3 separate regions of the Mus musculus genome follow, and regions 1 and 3 are each linked to region 2. Evidence: chromatin contacts called from public HiChIP or PLAC-seq and promoter capture Hi-C data. All regions are on one chromosome and are shown on one strand. The core of a region is the stretch at or near the end of the contact, and the rest is flanking DNA. Distances in the headings are between cores, read along the strand shown. Region 1 holds the start of Ifnlr1 (interferon lambda receptor 1). Region 2 holds the start of E2f2 (E2F transcription factor 2). Region 3 holds the start of Kdm1a (lysine (K)-specific demethylase 1A).

Evidence for each region. HiChIP or PLAC-seq counts read pairs in DNA pulled down with a chosen protein or histone mark. Capture Hi-C pulls out chosen DNA fragments and counts their contacts.
Region 1: a promoter capture Hi-C map of pancreatic islet shows a contact between it and region 2. The contact joins the promoter of Ifnlr1 here to the promoter of E2f2 in region 2. A contact is called at or near these places in 1 of 39 promoter capture datasets (embryonic stem cells), 1 of 115 datasets of contacts at active chromatin or transcription factors (pancreatic cancer cells) and 1 of 9 other capture datasets (pancreatic islet).
Region 3: a contact with region 2 is called in an H3K27ac HiChIP or PLAC-seq map of embryonic stem cells, with 6 times the contacts expected there. The contact joins the promoter of Kdm1a here to the promoter of E2f2 in region 2. A contact is called at or near these places in 7 of 39 promoter capture datasets (the 3T3-L1 cell line, 3T3-L1-derived adipocytes, the C10 cell line and 3 more), 1 of 15 datasets of contacts at CTCF or cohesin (large pre-B cells), 2 of 484 Hi-C or Micro-C datasets (adipose-derived mesenchymal stem cells and embryonic stem cells), 9 of 115 datasets of contacts at active chromatin or transcription factors (embryonic midbrain, embryonic stem cells, memory CD8 T cells and 3 more) and 3 of 9 other capture datasets (adipose tissue, liver and macrophages).

What each region holds. Positions count from the first base shown.
Region 1 is chr4:135,685,152-135,687,851 of GRCm38.p6, forward strand. Ifnlr1 (interferon lambda receptor 1) reads left to right here and starts at 1,306. Exons shown (of 7, transcript NM_174851.3): 1 at 1,306-1,448. The coding sequence starts at 1,391.
Region 2 is chr4:136,170,898-136,173,597 of GRCm38.p6, forward strand. E2f2 (E2F transcription factor 2) reads left to right here and starts at 1,377. Exons shown (of 7, transcript NM_177733.7): 1 at 1,377-2,141. The coding sequence starts at 1,884.
Region 3 is chr4:136,601,354-136,604,053 of GRCm38.p6, forward strand. It overlaps Kdm1a (lysine (K)-specific demethylase 1A), which reads right to left and starts at 1,370. Exons shown (of 20, transcript NM_001347221.1): 1 at 879-1,370. The coding sequence starts at 1,232.

The DNA.
Region 1 (2,700 bases), core at 56-2,555, 490 kb before region 2:
TGTCTAGTATTGTCCCCTTCCGGAATTCCTTATCTAAATGGTACAGGACACAAACCTTTCCTTTTCTGATATGTGAGCTTACAGGCGGGCAGACTACCTGTAACTTTCAACCCTAGAACACACTGACAATACCTAGAGAAGCAGACACCAGCTGCTAGGCAGAGGAAAAAGGGGCCTAGAGCCCCTCCACCATCTCTGACGAGCCCTAAACACACCTTATACTGAAAATGGATCATAATGATTGATTTCTTACATAGCCAAGGTTAACCTTGAACTCCTGGTCCCCCAACCTCTATCAACCCAGGGCTGGGATTGCAGGTGTGTACCTTAAAAAGCTCATAATTTTAGGATGTGTTTTTGTGCTTCTCGAATGTAGTTTAAAAAATCCCAGACACCTCTTGTTGTGCTGGGCCTGAACAGAGCAGAGTTTAAAAAAAAAATCAAATCAAAATAACTCGAGTTAAAGTTGGGTCCCCAGACAGAAACTAAGCTGTCTATTGAATCCCCCAGGAGATCAAGAGAAACCTGAGCTAATGGCCTGCTTTCCAAAAGTCCAGCTTTTGTTCTTTTTCTATCTTGTATGTATTCTGCAACAATTCCATAGAGATATCAATGTACCTATGTGGTATCCACCCCAACTCCCCATTCGCACTCCGTGCAGGCAAAATGCAGAAGATGAAGTCCATAACCCTTAATCCTTACACACAAAAGGACACACACACACACACACACACACACACACACACACACACACACACGTTGTTGTCCTAGCCTTGTCCCGACTCTACCTATAAGGAGAGTAATTTAGAAAGATCCCGCTTCCCCTTCCGTGGTTTCGCAGGTTTCTGGTTTCGGCCCTTCTGTTTACAAAACCAGCGTTTCCCACTTGGCTAGTTAGAATGGTTTGTGTGGTGGAATGAAGTGTCCCCTGCTCCAGGATAGAAAACAAAGCCTGAAGCGATGTCCTTTCTGGTTAGTAGCGACACAGACCGCGTTGCAGCTTAGGACAGCCTCCTCCAAGCTTTTACCGCGATGTAGGCGGGGAGTAACAAGCCTGCCGGGAATTCCTGCAGAAACTCAGTAAGAAACTCGCAAGACAGGCTGGGTGCCATCCCCCGCTCCGCCTGCAAAACGGGAGTCTTGCCAGTCTCCTCGAACTCTACCCTAGGTGCTATTTACTCCTCAACGGAACCCCAGAACTGGATTTCTTGTCTGATTTTTAAAAAATGTTACTGAGAGCCCCGCCCCCACCCACGGCAGGCGACGCGGGGCAGCCCTAGGTGAATCCCCACCGGTGGCACCGCCGGAGGCTCCTCCTCCCTGGGCCGCCGCCCTTGTCACCTGCCGCCCAGGGGCCTTGCGGCGGGCGGCGGGGACCCCAGGGACCGAAATGTGGCGGGCCGACCGGTGGGCGCCCCTACTCCTGTTCCTGTTGCAGAGCGCCCTAGGTAAGTACGGACCGCGGGGACCGCGGGGACCGCGAAGATGTGCCACCCACCCGAGGTCCCGAGAGGGGACTTGGTGCTGGGCCTCAGGGATTCTGTACACTTGCCGCGGGTTTGCTTGGTCCCAGAGTGAAACAATCCTGAGCTTGGACGGCCTTTTCTGGACGAAAGGATCCCGGTTTCCTTATTCCAGGCAGGGCCGGGAGTTCCAGGCACAGACACCGGAAAGCGTTGACTGTATTTGTTGACCGAATCCCAGAGTGCATACCTGATTGACACTTTTAATAGGGGACATACAGGAGCTGCCGGGATCCAGCTCTGGTTGATCTGGTCCCTGCTAGGAGACTCTTTAACGGGGCATTTTCTCTCTTTGTCTTTCATCTGGTAAGACAGCGGGGCACAGAATACCCGAGGCCAGGACCCAAGCACCGAACCCCAATTTTCCACTCATCAACTTCCCCAGGGAGGAAGCCATGGGCATACTTCAGAGTCCTAGACGCAGTCAAAGGAGCAGGAAGGGTTCTTAGAGCCGATAAACAATCATAAACGTTCATATTATTTTTGGTTGCTTCTTTGTCCTGGCCACTGTGTTCTCCTTAAGGTTTTCAACCCAGCTGCTCTAAGTGGTAGACAGTCATCATTTTTAAGTGAGGGAAACTGAGGCTCAGAGCACTTCATAGGTTGCTTTAGAAGTACCCCAGAGGGGCACACACAGGGCAGAGGAATAAGGCTGAGCCCTAGGTTTGCCCATGACCAGTGCTGCCCCTGCCCTGAGCGAGCTCACAGCTCTGTAGCAGTGTTTTTGAGTTAACGAGGGTCTTGGGGGACACGGGATTATGTTCCATCCCTGACACAAACTGGTTTAGTTAACATTGATCTCTGAGCCGTGTCTCTTTGATGATGGCTGTGGGTAACACCTTGCCCCAAGGGGTAGTCTGTCCTGAGGACTGAATGACATTTTATACAGTGCTATACCAGTCCCTGGAACCCTTGAAGACTCTGTGAAGTGTGGCAACTCTGAACTGTGACTTTCCCCATGTGGCCAAGCTCAAACTTTGGGCCTGTCCTGCTCATGGATGGCTCACGGATGGCTTAAAACTAAGGGGCTTACATACAGAGTGGCCTCTTGCTAGACAAACTGGAAGCTGGGTTTAACTGCGGTGTCTCAATTATGCACCTTCAGGGCACAGGACAGGAGAGAAAAAGACACCCACATCTGGGGTCAAAAATGAGGGGGCAGCCCTGGCGTGAGCTT
Region 2 (2,700 bases), core at 127-2,626:
GTATTCCAGATCAAGTCTGATATAGCAACAGCTGTCGATTCTCATGGACCAAGCTCTGTGCCGAAGGCTTTGCATATACTGTGCCATGAGATTTCTCTGTGACTCCGACATAAGGAATGAGAGAGAGAGAGAAAAAAAAAAAAGACCCAGAGAATGGAGAAGAAATCTTGTCAAACAGCTTTCACAAAAGGGTTAGGGGACTGGATGTGAATTAAGAATGTCGAAGAGAAAGCCTGGGCTACCTGGTTTGTGATGATCTGATCAGGTCTTAACACGGGGACTCAGCCCACCCCCCCTCCTGTTGTGGTAAAATAATTGTTTAGGCCGGTCAATGGTGGCGCACGCCTTTAACCCCAGTGCTTGGAAGGCAGAGGCAGGTGGATTTCTGAGTTTGAGGCCAGCCTGGTCTACAAAGTGAGTTCCAGGACAGCCAGGGCTACACCGAGAAACCCTGTCTCACAAAAACAAAAACAAAAACAAAAACAAACAAACAAAAATTTGTGTAGAAGAAACCTGGAGGTGTTTGATTCAGGAAGGAAGAGTGCTGGGTCCTGTTGGGGAAAATGACCTGACAAACTCTGGACCCTCACCCACGCTGTGCCTGTCAAGGGCGGGGCAGAGTTTGGGAGAGTGGAAAGGAGCTCTTTACTAGAACAAAGACTCCCGACCTGGACTGTCCTACATTTGACTGCCAATTCTCAGATCAGCGAATCTGTGAATGACCCGAGGCACAATATCCCGCCCCTCCGACTCCCTGGTCTTACCCATCCCACTTCTCCGGATTGATGGGATAAATTAAACAACATAACATATATAATGGTCTAATCTTAGTGTACTGTACGGGCGTACAGTAGGCGCTCAATAGAGGTTAGTTTTTTTCCTGAAGAAAAACATAAAAGGGAGGCGCCACCCTTCCCTGCCCCTCTGCCAATTAAAGCCTGGAGGAACAGGTTCCTGGGTTTCATTTGAAGAGAAAGAGGACATATTGGTTATATTAATTAATATATTAATAAATGATTTAACCTAACTAAGCAACAAAGCGAAAACAAAAGGTTTTGTGGCCAGGGAAATGCACTTGAGGGTCAAGACTCAGGTCCCGACTCTGACTCTCTTTCAATGTTTGGCCCCACCCCCAAGGAAAAGAGGTCCGCTCCTCAGCGCTCTTCGCTGTACTGTTGGTCCTTATGCTGGGTGTTCCAGATGCACCTCCTGCCTCAGTTTCGCCTACTGTTACAAGAGGACGCTGAAGTCAGCAGATGTCGCGGCCCCTTTAAGCCACTAAGCTCCTGTCGTAATCGCTGTTTCTTAGACTAAGCCTTTCCGGGGGTGGGTGGGTGGGAGGAGCCTATATATATTGTAGCAGCCAATCGAGGCGCGGCATTTTCCGCGGGAGATCCGAATTTGGCGGCATATAGTTTGGCGCTAAAAAAAAAAAAAAAGAAAAAAAAAAGAAAAAGAAAGAAAAAAGAAGAAAGAAAAGAAAAAGGAGTCCAAGCAAGGGACGGGAACTAGAGGGGTGAACGCAGAGCTCAGCAGGGCGCACAGGACACCCTTCGCGGGTCAGAGCACACGAGTGTCCGCGGGGTCCGTGGGCATTCCGGGACGCTTTCACGCACGGGCGCGACTCCGGACGCCCAGATATTCGGGGCACGAGCCGGACCGGGCCAACTCCTGGCAGTGCCACCTGTGCCACGCGATCTCCGAGTGGCGATCTCCGAGCTCGGCAGCGCTGGGCGGCGGGCCAGGAGGGGAGGGTCCGGCCTTGCCCGGCGGGCGTCCATTGGCGGCTGCTCCCGGCGTCCGCGGTGCAGCCGGCTGCAAAGCCCGCAGGTGCCCCGCGCGCGCGCGCCAGACCCGAGTGGGTAGGGGGCGCCGCACTCGCCATGCTGCGCGCGCCGCGGACCCTGGCTCCGGCCACGGCGCAACCTACAAAGAGCTTGCCGGCGCTGAACCCCACCGAGCTGTGGCCTTCGGGTCTGAGCAGCCCCCAGCTCTGCCCGGCCACCACCGCCACCACCTACTACACTTCGCTTTACACGCAGACGGTGCCTTCCTCTGTGGCGCTGGGCACCTGCCTCGACGCCACTCCCCACGGACCCGAGGGCCAAATTGTGCGATGTGCACCCGCAGGCCGGCTGCCGGTAATGCTGGGGGACCCCCTGTACTTCCCGTATACGTGTCTGGGTGGGGAAAAAGGAGAGAGGGTGCTTGGGACGCCCTACGGCTTGATTACAGCTGGTTGAGGTGGGGAAGCGGGACTGGCAGTAGAGAGAACCCTTTCATTTTCCGACTCCGTGAAGTAATCTCGCCTGCTGTCGCGGACTGCAATGAGCACTGGTCAGGGGAGCCTGGAGACCTAGCCCAGTGCCCCTAGCGCCTGCGTGACCTTGAGGAAGCTTCCAAGGCATCGACGATGCTTAAGTTCATTCATTCTTTCATTGTTTACGCCAGAACCAACACCTGCTTTTTCAGGCCAGGGGCTTGGCCTGTGGGATTTCCTGGTGACTTTAAATCCGCATAGGTCTCCCAGGTCTCTGGTCCAGCCTGGTATCTGGACCAGAGTTGTCTAGCCAGCTCCTTCTCAAGTGTTGTCCTCAGGTCCTCCCCACAGCCTGCTCATCGTCCGAAATAGCCAGTAGCAATGCAAATGTAGTCCGTCTCTTGGGTTTCCTGTTCAGATGGACTGTGACCTCGCGAGTG
Region 3 (2,700 bases), core at 120-2,619, 430 kb after region 2:
TCCCCATCAGATTAAGCATCTCTGGTTAAGGCTAATACTGTGCAATAAAGCCACACCAATGCTTAGCAAGGTTACTGACCCAGAGGGTTGTTTGTTTGTTTGTTTGTTTGTTTCAATATCGAATTACACCTTGTCAAAACACCAAACTCTGAAACTGCAAACCTCTTTTTACTCATTCTTAAAATGAAGCTAACAATACCAGTCCAGTGGTGTTTGGGAAAACGAAAAACGCTGGCCCTGTGCCAAATGCACCATCTGGCATACTGGGGTGTGAGACAGAGGTTATCTGTGGATAGTGTTGGATTTGATGCCAAATCTTTATCTTTATATTCGCCCCGTGTCCAACTGGTATTCTTCATTCGCTTCCACAATTTGAAAAAGTCTACCCGGGCCCCAAGAAAGCGCTGGCCTCCAGGCCTGACAACCTCAGTTCGATTCCTTAGCATGGCGGAAAGACAGGAAGGACTCAGGCGAGCTATCCTATGACCCCAACTCGCACACGCACAATAAACGATTGGTTTTTGTATATTTTATTATTTTATCTTTAAAAAAAAGAAAGAAAGAAATAAGAGTCTACGCGTACCTGGCGTACAGCAAGACCTTTCAAAAACAAAGAAAAAGTCTCTTTCTTTTCATGCAGCTTGACTCTTAGAGCATCACACCCATCTCCCCGGTGTACACAACCCAGAAGCCGTCCGCCGTCCGCACACATCAGACACACAGGTAGACAAACGCGTCGGGAAGCCATCTTTCCCAGTCAGACCATCAGGGTCACACCCTCCAGCGCCCGATACACCGGGTCCCCGCACAAAGGCCGGGCCTCCCCTCCCCCGGCCCCACTCCGGTCCCCGGGACCAGCGGTTCGATCACGGCCTCACCTTGGCCCGCTTGCGCCGGCTGGTCCGTCGGCCCTCCGGGGTCTCGGCTATTCCGGTCTCCATGGGCGTCGCGGAGCCGGGCCCGGCTGTGGGCCCCGCCTGGGGCCCAGCAGACCCCGGCGGCTCGGCTAGGCCCCCGGGCGGCGAGGCCCGCGGAGGCTCCTTCTTTCGGGGAGTGCGCTCGCCCGCCGCCCCCGTAGCCATGTCGGTGGGGCCCGTCAGGCCCGCGGGCGGCGCGGCCACCTCAGAGCCGTTCTCGGCACCGCCCGCCGCCCCGGACCCGGCCTCGGTCCCAGCAGCCGCCGCCGCCGCCGCTGCCGCTGCCGCCGCCGCCGCCTTCTTCCCAGACAACATCTCGGGCCGCCTGGCCGCCGCGGGCCGCAGGGGCCGATCGGTCTGCCGCTCCGTGGGTCCGCAGCCGCCTCGCGCCTCTCCGCCCCGCACCTCTCACGCTCCGTGCGAAGCCAAACACCCCCGCGTGCGCACGCGCCCTGCGCGCTCCCGCCGCACCAGGACAAAAAAGCAGCCGCTTGTCCCCGGCTCAAGACCAGAGAGCGACGTCCTGGAGGCTAGAGCGGCGCCGCAGCTCCGATCGCGAGGCTGACCTAGAGCGCCCCCTGCGATTGGGAGTGCGACCCAGCATATCCGCCTGACTTCGGGTTCTGAGCCCGACCGTTTTCATCAAGGACTCTCAATATTCACCCCATACACTAGTCACTTCAACTAATAACATTCACTCTCCCTGCAGGACAAGGGGTGGATTATGGAATTCCGGCTTTCAGAGGGCTTACTACCTAATTGAGACAGGGGAACACTCTGAAGTACAACTTAATTAATGATCACTTAATTATCCTGTGCTCTGTAACTCAACCTTTAGAGCACTGGCCCAGAATGTATATGGCCCCGAGTTATCCCTAGAGCTAGGGAAACTAGCTTCATAATGGCCCTGCTTGGACTGTGGGGAAATAAAGAGTGCACGAATTTCCACGGTAATAAAATAGAGAGAAATGAGGAATTTCTGGTTTGAGTCAAAGTGGACTCGCTCTTGCCTCCAAGCCGTGTTTATTTTCTTTCTTGAGGCTGCACATGCTCGCCACCATGCCTCCTCCTCCATGCCTCTCATCTCCAGGCGCATAACACTTCTTCAACCTAGGTCAGTTCTTTCTTTTCTTTTTTTCTTTTTTGGGGAGGGGGGTGGGGGATTGGTTTTTCCGAGACAGGGTTTCTCTGTATAGCCCAGCCTGTCCTGGAACTCACTTTGTAGGCCAGACTGGCCTCTAACTCAGAAATCCACCTGCCTCTGCCTCTGCCTCCCAAGTGCTGAGATTAAAGGCATGTGCCACCACTGCCCGGCTTGGTCAGTTCTTTCTAATGTTGTGAATGTGGGTGTTTTATTCATGAGATGTTGAGATGTATAGGATGTTGGGGGGCTATGAGATATTCACCAGAGAAGAATGCAGGCATGGGTTTAAGCCAATAGAAAGTATTTACTTGGGGCCTGGGGAGATGGGGGGCTGGAGAGATGGCTCAGTGGTTAAGAGAAGTGACTGCTCTTTCAGAGGTCCTGAGTTCAATTCCCAGCAACTACATGGTGGCTCACAACCATCTGTAATGGGATCTGATGCCCTCTTCCGGTGTGTCTGAAGACAGCTACAGTGTACTTAGAAATAATAAATAAAACTTTTTTAAAAGCTTCAGTTAGCCAGAAGCAGAACTACAGAAGCCAAAAAGCAAGGTCAGTCCATTTCCCAAAACTACGGACTTAAATGGATTAAGCCTTTGTTTTAGTTTTGGCAGGTGGTACTGTCTATGTGTTAAGTTT